Linked DNA regions of Mus musculus: region 1 is linked to region 2. A link is a contact called in public Hi-C data. All regions are on one chromosome and are shown on one strand. The core of a region is the stretch at or near the end of the contact, and the rest is flanking DNA. Distances in the headings are between cores, read along the strand shown.

Region 1 (5,234 bases), core at 1,083-3,582, 340 kb before region 2:
AAACCGCCTGTCAAATGCACCATGAGGAGAGACACCCTAACCTCCCCTGTGGCTCAGGTCACCACACTAGGGTATAGCAGGAGAGGGAGTGACCTGGCCTGTTTTCCTGGGAAGAATGCTTTCTTTGAACAATGTTACAGCGAAGATGAGACAACAGCCCAAAAGTTCTCATGTTATAGCTGATGCAATTGAAGTGTCCCCCATGTTGGCTGTGACAAAGCTGAGATGTTCACAGAGCCGGCCTTTGGGGGTGGGAGGGACCCAATCAAACCCATGGCTGGTCCTTTTATACAGACTTTTCTGGAGAGCCACAGGATGGGATATAAAACCATTTCCTCCACCCCTTGTCTAGGCTCACAACAGAGACAGACCCAGGTCCAAGGCCACACAGTACTTTCACATTTAACATTCACTGCCCAGGTTGGCCTATTCTAGGAAGCACCCCCCACTCCAGCCAGCACTCCTGTCCCAAAGCCTGTCTTCCTCAAGTGCTACCTGGCTTGTGATGGATGTTCCCTAACGAGCCACACTTGGAGGTCACTTTGCTCAGGTCCACCGGCTTGTAGACTATTTGCACCTGCAGGTCAAAGAGGATGGGCGAGAGAGAGAATAAAGGGGGTTATGTTACTAGGGGTGTAACACAGCACAAAGGCTGATGGACCATTTGTCAGTGGCTCCCATCAGCTGCTGCATACACCCCCACTCAGGATGGAAAATAGGCTCCCCAAATCCAGCCACCCCCCACCCCCCAGGGAGCTGGGTCCTCACCAGGAAGCTTAGGGACCTAAACATCCCAGAAACACAAGACACTCTCATGGAAAAGCAGGTGCCTGGTCCTTGTACGTGACCATCTCTGTAGCAGACACTTAAATATAAAAGCATACATCGTTTTATTGATGAAAGGCCAATGACACCCAGTGGAGGAAGAAGCCTTCACAGCCCTGCATCTTCTCCTCAGAAAAAGACTCAGGAGAAGCTGGTGAGGGTGAGTCTGCTTCACCCAGGAAGCTCCCATGGTCCTGGATTACCAGTCGGCAAACAGGACCCAGACCAGCTCTATGACCCAGAAGGAGAGCCAGTTGGTGTCTGGACACATAGTCTCCTGAACACTTCAGCCTCTACTGAGAAGAGCGAAGCAACACCAACAGAAGGCAGGCGCACGGCAGAAACCACAGCTGCAGTAAGTGTCTCAGCAAGCATGAGTGAGCAGACAGGACACACTGGGGAAGGGGGGTGGGGGGGACCCGCCAGCCCAAGGGCCCTTCATGTGGCCCAGCAGTAATGTGTGCTCTGGAAAATGACAGTTGCTTTCCTGACAGGACACTCTGAAGGAGACCACCCAGGCAGATGGGGCTCCTGGAAGCCTGTCTCTCTGATCTGTGGTTTTACAGCTTAGCTGGTCACTAGCTGCCACTTGCAGAGTCCCATGGGTCTCCCATACAGACCATGGTCATTCCAGGGGTGAGGAGGCTCATCTGTCCTGGGAGAGGGGTGCCACATGTTCAAGAATCAATAAAGCAAAGTGGTTTCTACGGAGGTCTCAATGGATAAATCCCTCGTTTTCACGGCTGATGGTGTTTTGTGTTATGGGGTGTGTGTGTGTGTGTGTGTGTGTTCTGCTAACAGACCTGATGGAAGAGGAGGGCCATGGCCTCATAAGTCATAAGGGTGTCAGCCTGCCCCTGCAGAGGAGGGTGGGTAAGGAGCAGATAAACCCAAGGACCTCCTGCAAACAGACCCAGAGGCCAGTAGGAGTTCTGGGGCAGGTGATGATGGGAGAGCCCAGGTAGAGTCATTAGAGAGTCAGTACCAGGGGGTATGTTGGGGGACAGGAGATGTTGGAAGCTTGGGATAGCCAGAGAAGAAAGGAATGGGGGAGCAGCTGACTAGGGTACTAGATCCCACAGAGCAGCCCGAGAGAGGAGGCCACAGCCCAGCCAGGAGGTGGAGATGGAGAAGCAGCTTCCCTGCTGCAGTTCCCACCACCCTAGAGAGAGCCAGGAGCAAGTTAGATGGGAAGCCTGGAATCCTACAACCCAAATGCCACCAGTCCCCCTCCCTAAGAAAGCTTTCTCCACAGGTCCATTCTGTAGTCAACAGTGGCCACAGGCCACAGGCCAGGCTATCTTGTGATTCTATATAAGGTCACAGGTTAGCTCAAAGGCTGGCAAACTGCAGTACACCTTAGTTATAAAGTTCCCTGATACCCTAGGCACTGCAGCCTCATCAGACAACCAGCATGTGATCCGAGCTGCCCTGAGAGCTGCCTTTTCCCAACTTCCCCTACAGGAGCATCTGCCCTCTGCAGCCCTTGGGAGCTGGAGCGCTCAGACCCAGCAACAGACCAGACGTGAGCAAAACCAGACACTTCTGGCTTCCCTCCCTAACCACAGCAGCCTGGGCTGGGAAGCTAACGTATCATAAACAACATTACAGAGCCCAGGGACAAGGACGGCGATCTTAAAGATCACCCTTTCCCGCAACCCATATCTTTCTATACGTTGAGAAGGCAACCGGCAGGCAGGGCAGTAACCGCAGTGTAGCCAACAGCCCCGCCTTTCCTTAGGAAGCAAAACAAGTAAGGGAGGTGGCAGGATCGGCCAGCGGGGAGTGGAGGACAGAGGAAAAGGCAGACACGGTGAGTAAGCGTGAGAAGGCAGTAGCCACAGGGCCAGCACTTGCTGCTCTGGGGCCATCGGTCCAAGAGGCAGAAGGCAGGGCAGGTGTCGGGGCCGGAGGCAGGAGCACATTGCAAGAATAAACCCTGTGGGCTCGGCACTTTCAGGAAAGAGAGCCCACCCCTGCATTCCAGCACGCACGCTCGAGAGGTGGAGCCTGCAGCTCAATCAGAGAGCCCAGGTCCGTTCTGGGACTGACCCAGAACAGGGGAGGGGGAGCTGGCAGGGAGAAGCCTGGGGCCACTTTACAAATCCTGCCCTGTTGGGCACCGGCCAGCCAAGAGAACAAAGGGAATCCCTAAGCCCATTGAGGGAACCTAAGAACATCTCTTTGCAGGGACTCGCTGAGGATGTGCGGGGGGGGGGGGGGGGGGGTCCCCAGTGGTGTTTAAAGGAGGAGACATTTAAAACCCCTTCTCTGGCAAACAATGCAGGCAACTGACACCTGTCACCTCGGTGTTAGGCTCTGTGCAACCAGAGTCCCTGTCCTGGGGGGAGGGGAGTGCTAAATTGAACTGGGAATCTTTTCCTCTCTTCAAAGATGAAGGAGACCCAGATGAAAAATGGAGAAGTGGCTAGGGGCCTTTTGGACCTTGACATGAAACAGGAAGTCCTAGTGTCTAGTGGGATCATATGGACTCCCCACTCCCCAACCAACAGAGACTGCCCCAGAGATGAGGGAAGAGGTGTCAGCCCACATCATGGATGCACTGTCTTCAACCCCATTTCCAATATCTACGGGGCTTCTAGGAACACATACATGGTACCATGGGGACCCAGCTACTCAGAGAAGGGCCAGCTGGAACGGGTTGCTCTCCCTACTTTGCTGGGCCATCCATGGAACAGGGAGGGGAGTCTGGGGACAGCAGACACTGTGGGGACACAGGAGGTCCTGAGCCCTAGATGATTTATTCTATGCAATGTCTCACAAGGACACACTCATGACACTTGTTACAGCAAAGGCTGCAGCACACCTCATGGAGACTGCGACAGTACTCACACTGCCTCCACCCGGGACGTGTTTGATATTATCCTTCGAGCCACACTTGGACTGGACGTTGCTAAGATCCAGCTTCTTATTAATTATCTGCACCTTTGATAGCCAAAAAAAAGAGTGAGAGACAACCACACCGGAGCATCGCCCCCTGACCTGTTGGGCTGTGGGGGGAGAGCCAGGTCTGAGCCCTGACTCCTCAGGGGGCTCAGAAGCTGCCTGGGATGGCACCCTGGAAGTCACAAAAGGAATCTGGAAGAGAACATGGCTGGGAACAGGAGGACAGAGCTGGGAGGTCACTAGGTTGGGTGGAGTGACAACTGTAAACAAGGAGTCCCCTGGGTCAAGTGATGAGAAGAAAGATCAACAACAATCCAAACAGACACACCAGTGCAAGGCACCTTATCACAAAGAGCGTCCAAGGCTGGGGAGTGGCAAGGCTAAAGGCTTCAAACCAGATTGTCTTGAGCTGAGCTGGTGGGATGGCTCAGGGAGGGTAAAGAACTTGTCATAAAACCCCACTTCTGCCTTCTGAACACAGTGGCGTGCACATACAATACTTAGTTACTTTAGACTATCCTCTGTTAATTTTAACTTTTTTTTTTAATGCTATTTTGAGGCGGGGTCTCTCTATGTAGCCCTAGCTATGCTGAAATTCAGTAGTAGACCAGGCTAGCCTTGAATTTACAGAAATCCTGTCTTGAAAACCCAAAATAATAACAACAATAATAACAACAACAATAATAACAATAAAATAAGAGGAAGAGGGCACTATTATATTCAGCACCGAGCTTCCCGGAAGCCAATGAGGAAAAAGGAAATGTGACTGATTACATAACTCATGATTTGACAAAGAAAATGGTTTTTGGAGGAAGATGACTGCTAGACACAAATTAATCAGAGGACATTAAGCAATCGCACACGGTCTGAAACATACATAGAGACCCCGCCCTGTGTGTGTGTGTTTCTTATTCTAACCCCACAGGAAAGGAAACAAGCTTTTGTGGTGTTTGGCACTAGATAGATATTTACAAAGCAGACTTGAATTACTGCTAGTGGTCATGTTAAGCCAAAGCGCTCGGGAACACTGAGGTTCAGAGGGGGAGAGGGTGGTGGCTGGCGTTGTGAAACTGGAGCCTGCAATGCCGTTCCCAGCAAAAGCAGCTGGCCCGGTCCACGGCGCTGGGCTTTGGCTCTGACCGGACACTGGAAACATCCTGGAGCGAATGGAGGATGTTTTCAGCTGAGGGCCTTCGATTCAGGAGGAAGTGTTTGTGGGCAGGGAGTGGTCCTGAGAAGCTGGCTGGACCCACTTTAGTTTACACTTCCCAGAGCCATGTCAAACACTAGGTGGACTTTGTTCTACCTCTGTTTGGGCTCAGAACTCTCAGGGAATCCCTTGCTGGCACCAAGCCTCTAGCCCAAGGAGCTCCCAGACTGCTGGTACTAACTGGGCTAGGCCGGGCATCACCTCATTTGGAACATGAACCTGACGTGGCCAGCTGGGGTTCCAGAAAGCCTTTCCTTAGAGTCCAAGAAAGCCTGCCTGTATCCAGTCTAGC
Region 2 (5,124 bases), core at 1,092-3,591:
CACTGGCTTTCTTTAATGAAATATTGGTTTTTGGACAGCCTGGGTAAGTCACAGTGTGAGAAAGCTGCCCCATTCCCAGCCACACAGCCCCAAGGGCTCTTCACACGCTCATATGCACACAGGAAAAATGTTTCAATTGACATTCTAAACTTTGGCTTGTTCTGCTTTTATCATTAAAAACAAAGCCATGATTTTCTTCCTTAAAGCATGTTCTGTCCAGTGAACCTGCCGGGGACCCTATCAGCACCACATAGTAACAGGGGAGTTAGTCAGGTCCTGCTTGTGGAGAGGAAGTGACATGAAAACTGCCTTCAGCAAGTCTGAAGTGACAAGACTGGTGGCAGCACTGTCGTTACTGTGCAATCTCAGCTGCATACAGGATGGAGGAAGGAGACACAGCCGGTGAACAGAGGTCACCTCCAGAGCCCCACTCCAGCCTCTCTTTGGCTTGGTGCAGCTGCCCCCACATTCATGGCCCTTCCTTCCTAGATGAGCTTCTTCCTCCCCAACAACAAGCCCCCCCACCCCCCAGGGGATCCAATCTTCCCTGTGTCCGCCCCTCATTCTGCTTCTTGAACCTGTAGCTCCTTCCCTCCTGGCCCAGACGAGCACTTCCCACGGCTGCTCTGCACTCCCTTCCTCCACACACTTAGCACCAGACAGACTAAGTAGTCTTAATTCACTGCCTCTCCTCCCACTACAAAGCAAACACAAACGCAGGGACTTTTGTGTCTTGTTCATTGCTAAGTACGCAATCAATACCTGCAGCAAAGCCTGGAACTTAGCAGATGCTCCATCAGTATTTATGGAGTGGTATATGACATTCTAAAAAGGAGATGGAGGAGGAGGCAGACATCTAATTTAGGTATCTTATATTTAAGTGTGCCATCTGGCAGTAGACTTCAGTCTCAGTGTTCAGAAAGCCAACAAGTGCATACCTGTTTGTTTACAAACACCAACAAGACTGCATCTCTGAGCTCATCTTCTGCTAGCATTCTGGTCAATTCTTCCCGGGCCTCATTGACCCGCTCTCGGTCATTACTGTCAACCACGAAAATCAGACCTGAAAAGAAATCCCAAGCATATTAGCACAAGGCCCTGGAGAGAGCAGCTCTTTATATATCCACACAGCTGCTCCCTGCTCACAGTGAGGCTGCACTGAGGCAAAAACAAGAAGATGGTGCAGGCTTATAACCCCAACACTCCAGAGGCTGAGGCAGAAGTATCACCTACAAGTTCAAAGTCAGGCTGAGCTATTAATACATTGTGAGACTCTGTTTCCTTTTTTTTTCCTTTTCTTTTTTCCCATCATTCTTTTTAGAAAGTCTATATAATCTCCAACCTAGGAAGCTTACTGTACACTCATCCCACCTATCTTGTTCAGAAGGATTACAGCCCTTCACCAGATTAACCAGAAAGAACAAAGAAAAGTTAGGATTAGTGATTAGTCACTACATTTCCATCTCAGAGGGGAAAGGGATTTTGGAAGAACACGGTGTATACAGTGACAGTGTTTAAGGATGATCCCTAAAACAGAGAGTGACCTGAAGGCTAGGAGTGGGTCTGCTGCCTTGGAAGTGGTCCCAGGAAAGCAGGTAGAAGGGCTTGAGGGAGGAAGCCTGAAGGAAAGACAGGCAACACAAAAATGAACAGTCAAGGTGGCAGCTCCCAGGCAAACAGTGCTGGATGCTACTGGACATTCCAAGTCATATGAAAGCTGTTTGTCCCCATGAGACAAAAAGGGAAATTGTTTGTCCTTCCATACATACCCAAGGCACCTGAAAGTTATAAAACCCTCAACATTTTTAGGTCACATTTGTGAGGATGTCAAGAGTCTATGGACACCCACAGTAAAGACTTTGGTTGTCCTTTTGTCAACAGAACTTTCAATGGGAGGGGAGTCTTTGATGGTGGGGAGCCCACCAGCTAGTTTATACTAATAAGACTGCCTCTGGGGAAGGAGGGAGGCTGGGGTTTAACTCACATGGTCAAACAATTCACTCCATGTGCCTCTATAATGAAGTCCCAATAAAACAATGCTTCGAGGAGCTCACACAGGCCTCCCTGGGGGCAGCACTGTTCACTATCTCACATTCATGTGCTAGCAGAAAAGGGTTGCTCCCTGAATTCTGGAACAGTGGACAATAGAAGCTGTGGCTGGCAGGCACCCTCTAGGGTCTTTCCTGTTCACTGCTGCATGTATGTCCTTTGCTGTAATAAAACTGTGATTTCAAGTAGAGTCTATCCTGAGTCTGTGCTTCATCCTCACAAGCTAGTAAACCAGCTAGTGGAGTGAAAGCTGCCGAATTATAACCACCCAGCAGGAAGTAAGGGTGGCTGGGGGACCCCACCCCGCTATAGCTGAGGACAAAAGTCATTGTGTCCTTCAAAATAAGAGTCTAAACTGTGCAAGGCAGCCCAGCTCAGAGTAGTGGGTGTCAGCCTTGCAGCTTCCACTGTATCAGCAGAGAAATCTCAGGAGGTCAAAAAGCCAGAGCAGGCTGAAGGAAGCACCACATTACAACTAAAGGAAGGGCTAAAACCTGTATAGACTTGCCTTATTGGTGGAGGAAGCAGTAAAGCAGGAAGAATCTACAGGGGTGGGCAGCGACTCAGTCAGTATTCCACAATGACAATAACAATAACAAGTTGATGTTTGGGTAAAAGCAAGGCCTTTGAGACAAAAATGTGACCCAGTTATCCAAAGAACTTCCTGGATCCTAGGTTGAACAACCAGTAGTGACAGCTACTCTATTTCTGGGATGTGAATGGAAACAAGCAGATTCTTCTGGACCTCAATCGGATCGTGGTGGGAATACTACAGGGCTGGACCCTAACACTCTTAAATTGTAGGCACTCTGGAGGTCTCAAAGTGTCAGCAGATTATCAGACGCCAGGTCAAGTGATTCAAATGGGGAAACTGCCTGGAAGAAAACACTTGGTCAGAGACTGATGGGTCTCTGCAGATATTAGAAGGGCCATCGACGGGGTCAAGGTACCTTCAAGAGCTCCATGAGGAAACAAGGCAGCAGAAAAACCCCACAGGAAGTCCACAGGACAGGACAGAGGCAGAGGGACTGAAGATACAGTAAGCTGCTGAGAGAACTGCGCTTGTGCCCAGCTCAGGGCACTTTTCATGGGGAGACTGCAGGAGGAGAGACTCTAGTAGAGAAGGAAGTAGGGTCAGATGACAGAGATTTCACAACTGTCCAAGGGAGAAAACTGGGCCTAGTCCTCTGCCCGTGCCTCTGTGTGTCCCAGGCCCTCCAGGCAGTCTACCCAGCAGACAAGAGCTCTCAAGGCTTCTGACATGCTTAGAATTTTCATGTAAGTCAAGGCTGTGTCTGATATATCACATCAGATTAAAAAGGGAAAATTCAAGTCCCTACCCACACAGGATTGGTATGCTACCTGAAGTTCTGGATTCCAATTCTGACTAAGTAGACCACTGATGTGGAAATTCAAGCAGAGCCTTAGCTGCCAATGCGAAACCCACAGAGCACAAGTGACTGTTCTCACTTTGCTAACACACGAAAAACGCCATGTCCTCTACTGTATACTCCCAAAAAGGTGACGCTGTTCGTGTGAATGAGACCCAAGCGGCCATGGGTGGGGTCCTCTGAGATCAAGAGCCAAACCAGGTGCTTTAAAATAGAGTATTTTAAATAAAATATTTTTCCTTAAGAATAAAATAGGGGGCTGGAGAAATGGCTCAATGGTTAAGAGCACCGGCTGTTCTTCCATAGGACCTGGGTTCAATTCCCAGCACCCACATGGAGGCTCACAACTGTCTGTAACTCTAGTTTTAAGGGATCTGACATCCTCATACAGACATATAAGTAGCCAAAACATCAATGCTAATAAAAAAATACATAAATCTTTAAAAAAATAAAAATAAAATAGAAGCTGTGTGTGGTGACACATGCCTTTAATCTCAGCACTCAAGAGACAGAGGCAGGTGGATCTCTGTTAGTTCGAGGTCAGCCTGGTCTACAAAGTGAGTACAGGACAGCCAGGGCTACACAGAGAAACTCTGTCTTGGAAAAAAAATAATAAATTAAATTTTATAGTAGGTCCTACTTTGTACTATTTTAATGCAGGTCTTTATCTAGGAAACCACCATCAGAATGACTACACTTACAAGAGAAAAGGCACACTGATACATGAGGAGTTTGTAGAGGAGCCATATATAGCTGGAGGACCATGAATTCCAGGCAAGCCTCACCTACATATCAAGAAGAGCACTTGCTTAGCATATGGAAGGGCCTAGGTTTGATCTCAGCCTTGCCCCTCACCCTGCAAGTAAGGGAAATATATGTATTATATTATATTATTTTATATGTATTATATCATGGAATATATCTTATGTATTATATTGTGATATATTGTATTATGCATATGTATAATGTATATATGTACTATATTATAAACAATTATATTTATCATATTAGCTACACTTGTAGAAAAAAGTATGTGTAAACAAAAGAAATAAATATGGTTGTGTGGGGGAGGTAAACTGAGAAATAAACCTGTTCTCTTTGTATCCCTTTCTCTTCTCTTTTCTTTTGAGAGATAAACTGCCACTCAGTAATTAAATGGATGGTGGTGGTGCACGCCTTAGTCCTAGCACTTGGGAGGCAAAGGCAGGTGTATTCCTGAGTTCAAGGCCAACCTAGTCTACAGATTTAGAGTTCCAGGACAGCCAGAGCTACACAAAAAGACCCTGTTTCAAACTGCCACCCTCCCACCAAAACTGAGCCCACAAATCAAAGAGAAAAATCCATGTCAGAACTAAAGAGCCATTTTATGTACTCTAGAGTTATCAGTTAGGAAATCAGAGAGTCTAGATTCTAGTCTAACAGGTAAGCCAGCATGGGGCTGACCTCCAGCACACTGGCAAAGCATTCTAGCCCCGAGCTCTGAGTTACATCCTCGGGGTAGAAAAAAAAAAAATTTTTTTTTAAAAACATCTTGCAAAGTTGACGAGGCTGGTCTTGAATTTATTCAGCAGCCCTGGCAGACTTTGAACTTGTGATTCTCCCTTGGCATTCTGAGTACTTCAGGCCTGTAGCACCAGGCCCAGCTTTTAATGTCTTAATGGAGAATTACAGACATTCATTAAGG

Evidence for each region. A called contact is a pair of places that touch in the nucleus more often than the background predicts.
Region 1: a contact with region 2 is called in a Hi-C map of embryonic stem cells, with 1.9 times the contacts expected there. The contact joins two enhancer-like sites. A contact is called at or near these places in 3 of 484 Hi-C or Micro-C datasets (cortical neurons and embryonic stem cells) and 2 of 115 datasets of contacts at active chromatin or transcription factors (astrocytes and embryonic stem cells).

The regions. Positions count from the first base shown.
Region 1 is chr11:104,316,694-104,321,927 of GRCm38.p6, reverse strand. Mapt (microtubule-associated protein tau) reads right to left here. Exons shown (of 12, transcript NM_001038609.2): 9 at 3,679-3,771; 10 at 496-577. Among named protein-coding and RNA genes, the nearest start is that of Mapt, 88 kb to the right of the region's middle. Within about 2 kb of position 2,332, at least 133 of the 459 cell types and tissues checked have an H3K27ac peak or open chromatin away from gene starts, as enhancers often do. A contact at or near this core is called in embryonic stem cells, where this site is marked.
Region 2 is chr11:103,977,633-103,982,756 of GRCm38.p6, reverse strand. It overlaps Arf2 (ADP-ribosylation factor 2), which reads right to left. Exons shown (of 5, transcript NM_001304574.1): 4 at 939-1,063. Among named protein-coding and RNA genes, the nearest start is that of Arf2, 13 kb to the right of the region's middle. Within about 2 kb of position 2,341, at least 55 of the 459 cell types and tissues checked have an H3K27ac peak or open chromatin away from gene starts, as enhancers often do. A contact at or near this core is called in embryonic stem cells, where this site is marked.